Regions from separate parts of the Xenopus laevis genome. Here region 2 is linked to region 1. The links are chromatin contacts, called in public Hi-C maps. All regions are on one chromosome and are shown on one strand. Each heading gives the region's core, a stretch centred on a gene start, on an enhancer-like site or on the middle of the called end of the contact. The rest is flanking DNA. Distances are from core to core; before and after follow the strand shown. Region 1 holds the start of vav2.L (guanine nucleotide exchange factor VAV2). Region 2 overlaps vav2.L (guanine nucleotide exchange factor VAV2).

Region 1 (7,362 bases), core at 1,870-4,369:
CTAATGAGAATATGATTGTGACCTTAGATTGTAAGCTCACTGGGACAGGGACTGATAAGAATATGATTGGGACCTAAGATTGTAAGCTCACTGGGGAAGGGAGTGATGGGAACGATGTATAATGTGTAAATAAAGAACTGCTGGATCCATGCAGTGCACTCTAAATGTGCATACTATACAGCAAACTATATGGCAGCACCAAATGTCTTGTTAACGCTCCCTTCTAACACCTGGGTATCCTCTCAAATACACAGGTCACATAAAACACGACAAGAAGGCAAAGCAACACAGGAAAATTCAATGCAGCCCCAAAAGTAGAGCCCGTTATTTCCCCTGTTCTGCTATGCCATTTAGATTGTAAGCACTTCAGACCAGCAGGGTCCATTGAACGGCAGTTTTGAGTCCCACTCAGCTAAATACACTGAATAAACTGATGGATCTTATCCCTCCTGTCTCTCAAGCAGTTTCACAGTAGATAAGGATTTCTAATTATCCCTGGGGCACACGTTCTGCCATTCTGAGTAGTGATGCCAATCCTGCATCTTAATATTGCTTGTGTGCCAATTTCCCATGATACCACTTAAAGGGGAGAAAAAGCCGCTAACAAACATGTTTTTTTTTTTTAATTACTATTATGGCATCATCCTAAATACCTTCTGCACCCATTAAATAACATACAGGTACCATGGTGGTGCAGTGTGACTTCTAATATCCTTATCATTTACAGTAGGGGGTACATTATCCCTTATAATACATGAGTGATACTCAGAGTTCCCTGTATAACTCAGCCTGCAGCCTTGTGCCTTTATATGGTCACAGAACAACCCATCAGTACTTCTAATATCCTTATCATTTACAGTAGGGGGTACATTATCCCTTATAATACATGAGTGATACTCAGAGTTTTCTGTATAACTCAGCCTGCAGCCTTGTGTCTTTATATGGTCACAGAACAACCCCTCAGTGACTTCTAATATCCTTATCATTTACAGTAGGGGCTACAGTATACCTTATAATACTCGATTGATACTCCTTAAAATTTACACTACCCCATATCTATTTAACAGTGGGTGGTACATTACTTCACGGATACATTTGAGCGATCCATGAAGGAAGCATTGATTATTTTAAAGGGGAACTCCACCCAAAACAGGCTGCATTTCTTGCATAATGAAAGAATAACATGTTCCTAAGTAAAATATACATTCATTAAAAATGTTCAGTGGCTTCAAACTTTGTTACAGGGGTTGTTCACCTTTAAATTAAGTTTTAGTATGATGTAGAGAGGGATATTCTAAGACACTTTGCAATTGGTTTTTTTATTGGTATTTTTATTCAGCAGTTCTCCAGTTTGCAATGTTCAGCCATCTGGTTGCTAGGGTCCAAGCAACAATGCAGTGATTACAATAAGAGACTGGAATATGAACAGCAGAGGCCTGAATAGAATGACAAGTAATAAAAAGTAACAATAACAATACATTTGTTTTTAATTGGGGTCAGTGACTCCCATTTGAAAGCTGGAAAGAGTTAGAACAAATAAAAAATAAACAATGGCCAATTGAAAAATTGCTTAGAATTGGCCATTCTATAACATACTAAAAGTTAATGTAAAAGTGAACTACCCTTTTAACTGTCATTGCAGCTGAAAGTGGCATTTCAGTTGTCTGGTTCTTGAAACAATGTAGCCAAGCTCTCCCCTAGGTCTGTTTCAGGGGTCAGAACCAACAGTGCAGCGAGAACGCTGTCTATAAAAATGACATTTGCACATAACTTTAACACACGTGAGGAATGGATGTCTTTTAGGAAGTTGCTTGGAATACGATTTCCTTTTATTAAGCAAACAAGAAGTATTTTTGGGTGGTGATGCCGTTTAATGATCACCCCAGGAGTGAGGTTATGTTCAGATGAGGAGAGTGCGAATAAAAGGAATATTGCGAGTGGTTTCCTGCAGTGCGGCAGGGCTCCGCATGCTGATCGCAGGTGATGAGATTGCAGCGCTGATGCAAATATAAAGCCCGTCTTTTAGGTTTCAGACAATAAGCCACAGGGTAGCCCACACGATGGTGGCTTTGGGAAGGGAGGGGGAAATACGAGGTTCGCAGAACAAAGAGAAGCAGAAATCACAGTTATGAAACCCCATTGTCACCCCCCGAGCTATAGTTACCTGTGACATCTGGGGTCTGAAGTTGATGTCCTTGAGGTCTATAGATCCAGGGGAGAGGTTGTGCAGCAGCTGACAGAGCAGGACTCCATCCCGCAGAGCTTGGGCCAGGTCAAAGACCACGGCAGACGGCCACACCACCCGGTGGTCCACGGGGAGAACTTTGCAGTCGATCAGCCACAGTCCACACTGTCTCCAGCCCTCAGTCATGTTGGCAAGCCCAGGAATCCCCACGGAGAAACGAGGCAAGGGATCCCCCCTCTCGGCCACTCACAAGATCACAGTCCGGGAGAGGGACAATCAAATGGCCAGTGGGTGTCCTCTAGTCATGCAGCGAGTATGGGGGTCCATCTCTTAGCCCAGGAGGCGTCTCAGGCAACCAAGCTGCTCCTCTGGGGGTATCAATAGGGTCAAGCAGCACTGTCCCAATTGAAGGTCCCTTAACCCTTTCCACCCTGCAGAAGCCGCTTCTGATCAGCCCAGGGGGTCACGTTGCGTATTAACCCTTCCCCAGCTACTGTGACTCTGAGCTTTGTTAACCCTTTCAGATCACTTCCAGCAGCTGTATAAGGACGAAGCCACTTTCCTGCTCATTAACCCTATGTAAGTCAGGAATAGTTGCTGGGGATCAGCCGCTGCCTCTCGTATTGGGCTTAACCCTCACAGTCCCGGCTCAATGCACCCAGCGAGGGGCGGAGACTTCAGCTGATTAACCCTTGTCTGGCCAGGTCCTAGTACAATCAGGGACTCACCCTTGCCTTGTGTCGCTGGGGTGCCTTGGGGTCTCTCAGTCCAGCCTGAGCATTGTCAGGATCACATACACTCACTGCTTGGCACCGGGGAGGAGACAGGGTTCCACGGCTTCTACACAACTCTTCTCTTGCCGCTGCCACACTCCGCCGGACCCCGTCCCCACAAGCTGTACCTTAACTCAGCGCGCGCTCACGCACCCAGAACGCGCTTTAAGGGCTGGTGTCAGAGAGCGGGCGTGTTTATCCGGGAAGGAGGCGTGGTGTCACGAAAGGGGGCGTGGCTGACGGTAACAGCTTTACATGTGAAGTTCTATTGTCGCTTCTTATATCTCTGAATTGGTACCGGTGCTGCCTCAGTGTCGGACTGGGACACCAGGGACCCACCCAAAAACCTCAGTACTATTATTATTCCCACTCTCAGTACTATTATTATTCTCCTCACTCAACCTCTATTCTCCCAGTCTCTTTTCTTTACATACTATAATCTATTATTCCATCTATTTAGCTTCTGTTCTCATAGAAATAGGGAATGGCCATGAAATAGGCCAAATGTTTAGCAGCACAAGTAGTGATGTGCGGGTAGAGAATTTCTCGTCCCGCACCGACCCTAACCCGTCCGCTCCCTACCCGCATCCGACCCGGGCCTGCTACTCCCCTTTATTTATAGACCCGCGCCGCCCCGCAGTGACGTCACAAAAGGGTCGGGGCAGGCGGAAGTCTATAAATCCCGTCACCGGAAGCCGGCAGTGCTAGGCCGCGACGGGGAGAGCAGGAGAAGAGCTTGACCTGCCCACGACCCGCACATTTTGTCCAGGGGTCGGCCCAAACCCGCCCGACCCACGGGTCCCACGGGCCTCAGGTCGGCCCGCACATTACTAAGCACAAGGGCCTCCTGACACCTGGGCCCATCCAGAGTTTTCCTGGTATCCCTGTGGGCAGTAGCGTAACTGGAGGGGGGCGGGCCCTGGTGCGTGACGCGCAGCTGGGCCCCGCCCCCTCTGCATGGGCACGCACAGGCTGCCGGGGGTGTGTGGGCCCTGTCCCATTGTCACTAACACAGAACATTCTATCCCTGAATTGGTACCGGTGCTGCCCGAGTGTCCCATTGTCACTTCTATAAAACATTATATCCCTGAATTGGTACCGGTGCTACATACACACATATATATATATATATATATATATATATATACACAAAATAAACAAAAGCCATGAATATCTTGTAAATTATAGCCTTATAAATGGTGAGTTCTGATGTCATCAGTTATAAACGGTGAGTTCTGATGTCATTTCTGTCACATGACTCACTGAAATTTGTGTATTATAATAAATAAAGTACCCCCAGTTGTAAAATATGAGGATATTAGAAGTTAACTCGGAGTTCCATGACCTGTATAAAAACACTCGGCCTTCAGCCTCGTCTTTTTATATGGTCATGAAACTCCTCGGTAACTTATAATATCCTTATATTTTACAAGAGGGGGTAGTTTATTCACTATATATAAATATATATATATATATATATATATATATATATATATATATATATATATATATATATATATATATATATATATATATATATATATATATATATATATATATATAACAAACAAGGGAAAGTTGTGCTCACCACTATTTTTTAAAACCATTAGGCGGGGGTGCAATGAGGGTGTGACCACAAAATACATATAGACAAATACAAGATTCCTCTGCACTCAACCCATTATCAATATATTTAAGACAGAGACATTTTGTGCATACTGCTACTAAAAAATGCCTTACCCTTTAAACAAAACAGGGATTGTTTGTCCATATATTGCAATATATTTAAGCTGGCCAACTACGTCAAAGTCATCCCATATCTGGCCAGTCCTATGCTCAATTTTCATTTGATTCATTAAGAATTCTATTGCTTCATTATACATTTTACAAAGGGACTAAGTTTTACCTGCAACTTACTTGCTGCTTTCAAAGTAAACCCCCATACTTGGCTGCCCTTTGTCCTTGGTTGAGTGCAGAGGACTCTTGTATCTGTATATATATATATATATATATATATATATATTATATCTGTGCCACTGTTTTTGGCTGATATTTCCACACTTTCATCTTGCTATCTTGTAATTTATATGTGTGTGCACAATTATTTTTTTTATGTTACTCTAGTTCCCCTTTAAAAATATTCCTGTGGCTAAGGGGGAATCACAAAGTGCCTAGATATCCTCCCAGGCATGAGAAAGTGAATTGAAATGAGCCCGCTGGATCATTAGAGGCCTATACACAGGGCTATCTTTGTTAACTCTGGAGTTGGCGGTGGGAGGAGAAATCAGGAAGGGAGAGGCAAAAAAAAAAGGGAAACTAAAAAATCAAGGATATTGTGTGGGAGAGAGAAACTGGAAATCTGCTCTGCTAAACTACTGTGAAGAGCCAGAAGTCATTGGAGAGGGCATTGTGCAAAAGGAATGAATAGACAACTAAGAGATAAGAGAGGCTAAAAGCCACAGGAAGAGGCACATAGTGTATAATAAGTCCTCTAGACAAGGCACATTGTATGACAGACAGGCATGGCAAGCAATTATGATAACAGCACCGGGGTTGCTTCTAAACTTTGCTCTCTGGAAAATAGTGTTTTTTATATGTGAATTGTAACTGCCTGAACTCTTCTACAACTCCAGCCCCGCCTTTAAATGTTCAAATTTAAAAATGATTTGACATCACCAGACATAGCTTGCCCCCCTCTTCTCCACCTATAGCACACACACCTGTATATACAGTAATAATACTTCTCTGCTCCATATACTGTCACTGCCACTGAACAACACTACTAAGAAAAGAGGTGTCAGCAGATGCTTCATGCATCAGCAACTTCAGCTTCTGAAAGAATTTGGTTAAAAAAAAAAAAGCGATAAAGCCAGAAAATACTGTTTGACTAACATTATCATTTTTTTTTTATTATGAATATAGGTATGGGACCTGTTATCCAGAATGCTCGGGAGCTGAGGTTTTCTGGATAACGGATCTTACCGTAATTTGGATTTTCATACCTTAAAGGGATACTGTCATGGGAAAAAATATTTTTCAAAAAGAATCAGTTAATAGTGCTGCTCCAGCAGAATTCTGCAGTGAAATCCATTTCTCAAAAGAGCAAACAGATTTTTTTATATTCAATTTTGAAATCTGACATGGGGCTAGACATATTGTCAATTTCCCAGCTGCCCCCAGTCATGTGACTTGTGCTCTGATAAACTTCAATCACTCTTTACTGCTGTACTGCAAGTTGGAGTGATATCAGCCCCCCCCCCCAGCAGCCAAACAACAGAACAATGGGAAGGTAACCAGATAACAGCTGCCTAACACAAGATAACAGCTGCCTGGTAGATCTAAGAACAGCACTTAATAGTAAAACCCATGTCCCACTGCGACACATTTAGTTACAATGAGAAGGAAAAACAGCAGCCTGCCAGAAAGCATTTCTCTCCTAAAGTGCAGGCACAAGTCACATGACCAGGGGCAGCTGGGAAATTGACAAAATGTCTAGCCCCAGGTCAGATTTCAAAATGGAATATAAAAAAATCTGTTTGCTCTTTTGAGAAATGGATTTCAGTGCAGAAGTCTGCTGGCGTAGCTCTATTACCTGATACATTTTGAAAAAAAAAATTTTTCTGATGACAGTATCATACTTTTAGTGTAATAGACTGATTTTGCTTCCAATAAGGATTAATTATATCTTAGTTGGGATCAAGTACAAGCGACTGTTTTATTATTACACAGAAAAAGGAAATCAGTTTTAAAAATTTTAATTATTTGCTTATAATGGAGTCTGTGGGAGACAGCCTTTCCATAATTCTGAGCTTTCTGGATAACGGATCTTTCCGTAATTTGATCTACATACCTTAAGTCTACTAGAAAATCATATAAACATGAAATAAACCCAATAGGCTGGTTTTGCCTCCAATAAGGATTAATTATATCTTAGTTGGGATCAAGTACAAGCGACTGTTTTATTATTACAGGAAAAAAAAGGAAATCGTTTTTAAATAATTGGATTATTTGGATAAAATGGGGTCTTTGGGAAAGGGCCTTTCCGTAATGCAGAGCTTTTTGGATAATAGGTTTTCGTATAACGGATCCCATACCTATATTAGCTAGTATATAGAAAATAGGTGAATTCTAGGAGCTACACTGATATTATGCTACGAGCAAGCTGGCTTCCATCATGATAGAATGACAGAAAATATTGTCTCTGGAGTCTGTCTCTCTTACTAAATGAGAAAATGATTAATATACTTGGATACCACAAAGGAGCTGTATATAAAGGCAGGGGTCACTCAGGGCTCTAACATTGATTTCATCAGTAGATTTCCTTTTACAAATCAAGAATTTGATCTTTAACCTGCTAATTGGAATGGCGTTTCTTTTTTTTTTTTTTTGGACCAAATCAGGATT
Region 2 (7,362 bases), core at 1,853-4,352, 97 kb before region 1:
GGACATGAAACCCTAAGAAATAACTTCAACCTCTCCCACATATCTGCTTCCCTACCGTCGCTTATTCGGCCATTCCCCTTCCCAGGGTGATCGGATCAATTAGGTGCACAATTAGCCGTTTTTGTAACACTGCTATATATCTTCCGCCCCTTCCCCCAGTTCCAGCCATCTGCTTGGCTTCCGTGCCTCTCCCCGGCCATCTGTCTGAAGGCTACAGTGCTCCCATCGGCATTAGCCAGAACATGGCATCATTAGCCAGATATGAGGGCCCCGCACTGGAAAGTAAGGGTACACCAAATCCATCCATATTGGATCGTACCTCTTTGGCTGGAGACTAAACTGAAATTAAATATTCATTTGCATATGCAGATTTCCCTGAAAGCTAAATACCATTGAGACTTCCAGTTTGGGTTCAGTTGAAGATTAGGCCGGACCCTGCAAAATGAATTGGCTAAATCCAGAACTAAATCCTGGATCTGACACTTTCCTACTGGTACGGCTCTAAATACAGTATATAATATAATACAGGTATAAGACCTGTTATCCAGAATGCTCAGTACCTGGGCCTTTCCGTAATCACTTAACTATTAAATAAAGCTAATAGGCTGTTTTTTTTTTCCAATAAAGGATTAATTATATCTTAGTTGGGATCAAAAAAATGTTGATGTTACTGATCCTTTAATATATAGAATTATCCGATGTTATTTTATTGTCTGGTGCTCTGGGCTCAGTAGTAACAAGAACTCACTCGGCAAGTTCCTCCAGGCTTCTGAGAGGGTATAGCTTATTGTGTGCCCAGAACATTCCTTCTCTGTATATTTGTATTTATACATATGGGAGGAGGAGGTGCCATATTGATTCCCTTAGACAGTACAGTATGAGGGTATAGCTTATTGTGTGCCCAGAACATTCCTTCTCTGTATATTTGTATTTATACATATGGGAGGAGGGAGGTGCCATATTGATTCCCTTAGACAGTACAGTATGAGGGTATAGCTTATTGTGTGCCCAGAACATTCCTTCTCTGTATATTTGTATTTATACATATGGGAGGAGAAGGAGGTGCCACATTGATTCCCTTAGACAGTACAGTATGAGGGTATAGCTTATTGTGTGCCCAGAACATTCCTTCTCTGTATATTTGTATTTATACATATGGGAACTCACTCAGCAAGCTCCTCCAGGCTTCTGTATATGTCGTCATCGTTCTCTGTTGTGTCTTCTGAAGGGAAAGGCCTGCAATGGAGAAGAGAAGAAACATCAGAAACTGAGGTCCATGTCAATATACCATTTATTATACGGTCAAGGAACTTGGTCACTTGTAATATACTTTAATTTGAGAGGTACATTATAAACCGAATATAGGCCTCAGTACATTGGAGCAGGCATGAGAGATGGGCATTACAAGTGAATGGAGCAACGAGAGGCAGAGAGAGAAGAGAAGGCTCATTGTTTGAGCCAGAGAAGAGAGGAGGAGGCACCCAGTATAGGAAAAATAAATGCACGGTGCATGTGGAAAAGGAGCAAGTGCCCAAATTACTGCCATTTTCATGCTTGTTCTCCAGTCCTGTTCCTCCCAAGAGTGAAGTTTCTCAGTAGAAAGAGGAAAGAAATAAACAGAATCCTCAGCTGCCAATCGCAGTCCTCGAAATTCTTTATTTTTTTGCGAGATGTAAAGTTAAACACTTCCCTGTCACGGACACCCAAGAAGACAAATATTAAACATGGAAAATATATCCTGTCGATTAATCTTCCACTAAAATGAGATTACTTTATGAGAGTATATATGTTATATAGGAGATACCATATTGATTCCCTTAGACAGTACAGTATGAGGGTATAGCTTATTGTGTGCCCAGAACATTCCTTCTCTGTATATTTGTATTTATACATATGGGAGGAGGGAGGTGCCATATTGATTCCCTTAGACAGTACAGTATGAGGGTATAGCTTATTGTGTGCCCAGAACATTCCTTCTCTGTATATTTGTATTTATACATATGGGAGGAGGTGCCATATTGATTCCCTTAGACAGTACAGTATGAGGGTATAGCTTATTGTGTGCCCAGAACATTCCTTCTCTGTATATTTGTATTTATACATATGGGAGGAGGTGCCATATTGATTCCCTTAGACAGTACAGTATGAGGGTATAGCTTATTGTGTGCCCAGAACATTCCTTCTCTGTATATTTGTATTTATACATATGGGAGGAGGGAGGTGCCATATTGATTCCCTTAGACAGTACAGTAAGAGGGTATAGCTTATTGTGAGCCCAGAACATTCCTTCTCTGTATATTTATATATGAGGAAGCTTCTGATTTTTTGGCAGTGCTAAACTGGAAGTGATAATCCTGGCGTTGGACAGAGGAGGCAGATGAAATGCCAGAGGGCACTATTATGAATTATGTCTGACATGATGCTCTGCTCTATCATCTCAATGAATATGAATGCTTTTGAAGAAACATGAAGCCTAAGATACAAAAGGCACCCCCCCCCAGTCATGGATTTATTATGATCACACATCTGGATAGTCGTAACGGCCAGTGCAATTCTGCAGGGCGAGTCTGTATCTGCAGGAGCTGGCGACGGACACTTCCTGTTTTATGTTGTTACATGAATATTTCATGAGTCCAAACGCTGCTCTGCCGTCTTGTTTTCCTGTCCCTGGGACATTAACCATCTAGAAGTTGAATTAGAGAATTAGAAGGTCTCAGATGCCAATACCGGGGGCCAAGAAAGGTGCAGATATGTCAAAGTATCCGGCCGCTGAATGGTGGAGGGGCCTAGAATGGCCTTGTGCTTTGGAAAGGTTGCTCATTAGGGTGCCGCATTGTTTGTTCCCTTATGACTGCAGAGAAATGTAACTGTGCTGGGGTCCCATGTTTGAGTCCATGTTGCGGGGCTGCAGATACTGTGCCAGGTGGGCTCACGCAAGCGTTTAACATGTTCTTATAAGGCCGGCCGGTGCCAAGTTACACGGGGCTTGTCTGAAAACAAAAACATTCCAGCCATATTTCTTCCTTCCCCCAGCCCCTTCATTCCTTTATTTTATCCAGGAGAAGCCCCCACCCTTCCAACTGCCATTGTGCCTGGGCCCTACGGACAAACAGCAGCCATCATGCCGAGCCTGCGTGGGTGGCTGAGCAAACTCCTGAACTGTGAACCACCACACAGCGCTGGCTCGGAGAAAGAAGAATGCGAGTCTGGGAAAGATTTCACAAGCCGAGTAGGAGGTTTCTCCCTCTGCACAAAAGAATATTTTGGGCAGAGGAAATGGATTTTTATTTCTCTGGCAGTTTTTTCTTGTATTTGGTTGGCTTCCATTGGTGTTCAGCTTATGGGATACGGAGGGAGATCAGCTATAGAAACCACAAAGGCCTGGAAAGTTGTGTTAGTAGGGTTTATTCCTCCTGCTTCTTCTTTCATTTGCTCAACTAATATGTGCCCACTTCTCTTCTGCCCCATCATTGCCATTTCCACATGTCTTCTCGTTGTTTTTTCTCCCCTCTCTTGCATCATGCCTTACTGACTCCTTTCTGTTCTGCACACAATTTATATTTTATTGGGCACCTCCTAGCTGTGCCAGGGGGAGCATTCATTCATCTAGAAAGTAGGGAGTTCCTGAGCCACTCATCTTCAATCAAAATCCTTGATGCCGTTCTTGGGACTAAATCATCAAAAATTTCCAGTAGACAAACCTCGGGGCATCTGATGGCGTGATTTTTTTCTATTATGAAGACTGTAGTCCAAGATATTTGGGGTAGTTGGAATTTTCTCTTCTGAAGGAGCCTAAAGGGGGTTAGGTGAAATAATTGGGTGATCATACACCCTCTTGGCCCCTGCCCATTCCTTTCAATACAGATTTGGCCAATTTTTCTACACAAATTTTAAGGCCGAGGCAAGGGGAGATTAAGTCTCACTGAAGTCCTCATTTAGGTGGGTGGATTGCTTCTAGGTCTTCTAAGAATTCTCAGTGCTGGGGTAGGTGTAGAAGACATTTGGGCTCTGGAATTGTTTGTGAAACAATTGGGAAAATGGAATACCAGGAATCCCTTGTGGCTTCTGTAGGTCTCCTGTCCCTCACAAAATCTTCAAGGACTTGTAAACCCCATCAAGGACAGATGGTTGTTCAAGAACCACTTGGAGGTCCAACCTTAGCTCAGGGCCTCTGTTATCAGATAACAAAGTTACAAACCTGCTGGTGTATTAGTGATTCCACCCTAAAAATATATCAAGAATACTTTTTATCTTCAAAGTGACCATCATGATTGGCTTTCATGAGCATCGATAAGGACAAACAGTAGCGAGCTGGTCGGATCAGTAACACTCGCCTGTACCTCTTCACTGCGTTTATTAAAAAGGTGCCACAAGAGACTTGACAGCTCCCGGGGAAAGACGCACAGCATGTTAGACAGGGCTGGAGATGACAAGCAACGTGTGATAACAGATAATCGAGAGTGAGAAGGTGTGAGAGGGATACAATGGATGTGTAGCCAGAAACCACAAAGGGAGGCAAGCGAAACTCAAATAAAAATGTGTAGGCGGATTATCAGGAGATGTTTTTATTTTATTTGTCCCCTGAACCATAACAGTAGTTGCCAAAATGTGGGTATTGCACTCCTGGGGTGGGTTTGGAGGGAGCACTAAGACGGAAGGCTAGCTGGGGTGAGAATTGTCCAACATAGCCATTTGTCCAACATAGCCATTTGCTCTCGAAGAGGGGAAAGTCTAAGTGCAGAATGGAAGTAAAAGGAAGGTCCCCCAAGTAAACAGGAGAAGGAAAATTCAGTCTCCGATCCCTCGGCACTGGAGCTTCCTCGCTTGGTTATTGGTCTCTGGATGTTCTTTTGGACATTTGCTAGGAGGGTAGCCATGTTATGCAAATTATAAAGTAGCTGATAAGGCAAGGATGGAGTAGCAAGCAGTGGAAAATTACCATTGGGCAAGGAAAGGGGCAGAATGGGGAGACATGGGGCCAGGAACACACTTGAGAAGGTGGCACAGGGAAAGATAGACAACACAAAGGTGGGACAGGTAGATACAATGTAGGTGTCTGATTAATGAGGGAGGAGTCATTAATGCCAAGCACTGCACCATTGTGAATCTTCCCTTAAAGAGCCCTAATGAAATGACGGCATCTGTAGGAAAGCACTTCCCGGGGTGCAGAAGCCGCACGCCTTGTAGGAAAGTTTACACACACACAGTTGAATGTTTCAGTTCAGTGTAACAGCTGCCGAGTCTCTCACAAAACACAGACACACTCCCTGATTCTGGTGGAAAGGGCCCTGATGGATTTAATGTGGAGTTAAATTACAGAAGAATATATAAACACTGAGGTGTGGTCCTGCCGGCTGAATCTATGAGATATTGTGTCTAGCCGTGTGTGGGGGTGTAATAGGAAACAGACCAACCGCCATCTAACAGGAACCATCAAGCTCTTCCACCAGCCACTCATACACACTTCAATAGGGGTCTGTGACCAAAAGTTGGACCTTCAAGGGGAGCACTGATCAAAGGTTATACCTTCAAAAGGAACACTGACCAAAGGATGGACATTCAAGGGAGGCACTGACCAAAGGATGGACATTCAAGGGAGACACTGACCAAAGGTTCATTCAAGGGAAGCACTAACCACAAGTTGGACATTCAAGAGAAGCACTGACCAAAGATTCGTTCAAGGGAAGCACTGACCAAAAGTTGGACATTCAAGGGAAGCACTGACCAAAAGTTGGACATTCAAGGGAAGCACTGACCAAAAGTTGGACATTCAAGGGAAGCACTGACCAAAGGTTGGACCTTTAAAGGGAGAATGACAAAGGTTGGACCTTCTAGGTGGGCAGTGACCAATGGTTGGGCATTTAAGGGGTACACAGACTGAAAGCTGGACCTTCAAGGAAGGCACTGACCAAAGGAGGGACCTTCTAGGAGGGAACTACCCAATGGTTGGGCCTTCAATGGGGCACTGACCAAAGGCTGGACATTCAAGGGAGGCACTGCCCAATACCTAGACCTTCAAGGGAGGCACTGCCCAAAAAGCTAGACCTTCAAGGGAGGCACTAACCAAAATCTGGACCTTCTGGGGGGCATTAACCAAAAGTTGGACCTTCAAGGGTAGCAATGACCAAAATCTGGACCTTCTGGGGGGGCACTGGCCAACGTTTGGACCTTCAACAGGTGCCTTAGCTTAGCCTGGACACAGGCTGACGTTACTTGACCTGCATCCCCAAACCTTGCTGAGTACTACGGGAAATAAGCAACATCATGATCAGACTTTTCCTACAGCAGCCAGACAGACTGGTAAACGCTGCTGATTGGCTGTAATGGGTTAGGGGATTGTTTTCAGACAGACATTATTAGGAAGCGATATTAGATACTTACCGAATCCCCTTGGTTTGGGCAATGTTGTGGTAGGAAATCTTGGACAAAGCAGCGATCACCTGCAACACAAAAATAGCAAAAGAAAGTCATTAGCGAGGGGAGATAACATTACCTGTAGCGGGGGGAGAAATGCGTCAGTATATCGGATAATTCAGCCCCTCAGTTACTGATGAGATACTGCGCTGCACTAATGCATCCCCATATAATAGTCTAGTGATCAGCGCCCGCATGCACCACTGCGCCAGATTAGCAACACTGCTCAACTCCCCCATGGGTGGATCCATCCCCAATATCAATGACAAAGTGCTGGAGGTTTTAGTACAAGTGCGTGGGAGATGTAATTGCACTCGGGTGATAAAGGGAGAGCGCCGAAGTGGAAAAGTTATTTGCATGTCTGCAAGGCTTTCTGATTGGTTCAATGGCTGGAACATAAATAGGACATTAATGAAATAAAACCTCGTTACAGACAGAGGGACCGGCCCCATGAGGTTCTGGCTGATTTGGTGTCTCAGCAGAGATGTCATTCCCCTCACCCGCCAGGTGAACAAAAAGCGTGGCCTGAGAGCAAAGGCTGCTAACGAGCTTGTTAGGAAATTGGTATATAAATTGGTATCACTGTATATATATACTATATAACCAGCACATTATACTGTCTCCCACTGTATCACATCTCTGTATATATATACACTATATAACCAGCTCCTTATACTGTCTCTCACTGTATCACATCTCTGTATATATACACTATATAACCAGCCCCTTATACTGTCTCTCACTGTATCACATCTCTGTATATATATATATATATATATATATATATATATACACTATATAACCAGCCCCTTATACTGTCTCTCACTGTATCACATTTCTGTATATATACACTATATAACCAGCCCCTTATACTATCTCTCACTGTATCACATCTCTGTATATATACACTATATAACCAGCTCCTTATACTATCTCTCACTGTATCAC

What was found. A called contact is a pair of places that touch in the nucleus more often than the background predicts.
Region 2: a contact with region 1 is called in a Hi-C map of the XTC cell line, with 3 times the contacts expected there. The contact joins the enhancer-like site here to the promoter of vav2.L in region 1. A contact is called at or near these places in 2 of 4 Hi-C or Micro-C datasets (the XL177 cell line and the XTC cell line).

What each region holds. Positions count from the first base shown.
Region 1 is chr8L:5,640,979-5,648,340 of Xenopus_laevis_v10.1, reverse strand. vav2.L (guanine nucleotide exchange factor VAV2) reads right to left here and starts at 3,119. Exons shown (of 31, transcript XM_041572356.1): 1 at 2,165-3,119. The coding sequence starts at 2,371.
Region 2 is chr8L:5,738,146-5,745,507 of Xenopus_laevis_v10.1, reverse strand. vav2.L (guanine nucleotide exchange factor VAV2) reads right to left here. Exons shown (of 31, transcript XM_041572356.1): 3 at 6,382-6,440; 4 at 1,168-1,236. Among protein-coding and RNA genes, the nearest start is that of LOC108698198, 24 kb to the left of the region's middle. Within about 2 kb of position 3,102, at least 1 of the 7 cell types and tissues checked has an H3K27ac peak or open chromatin away from gene starts, as enhancers often do.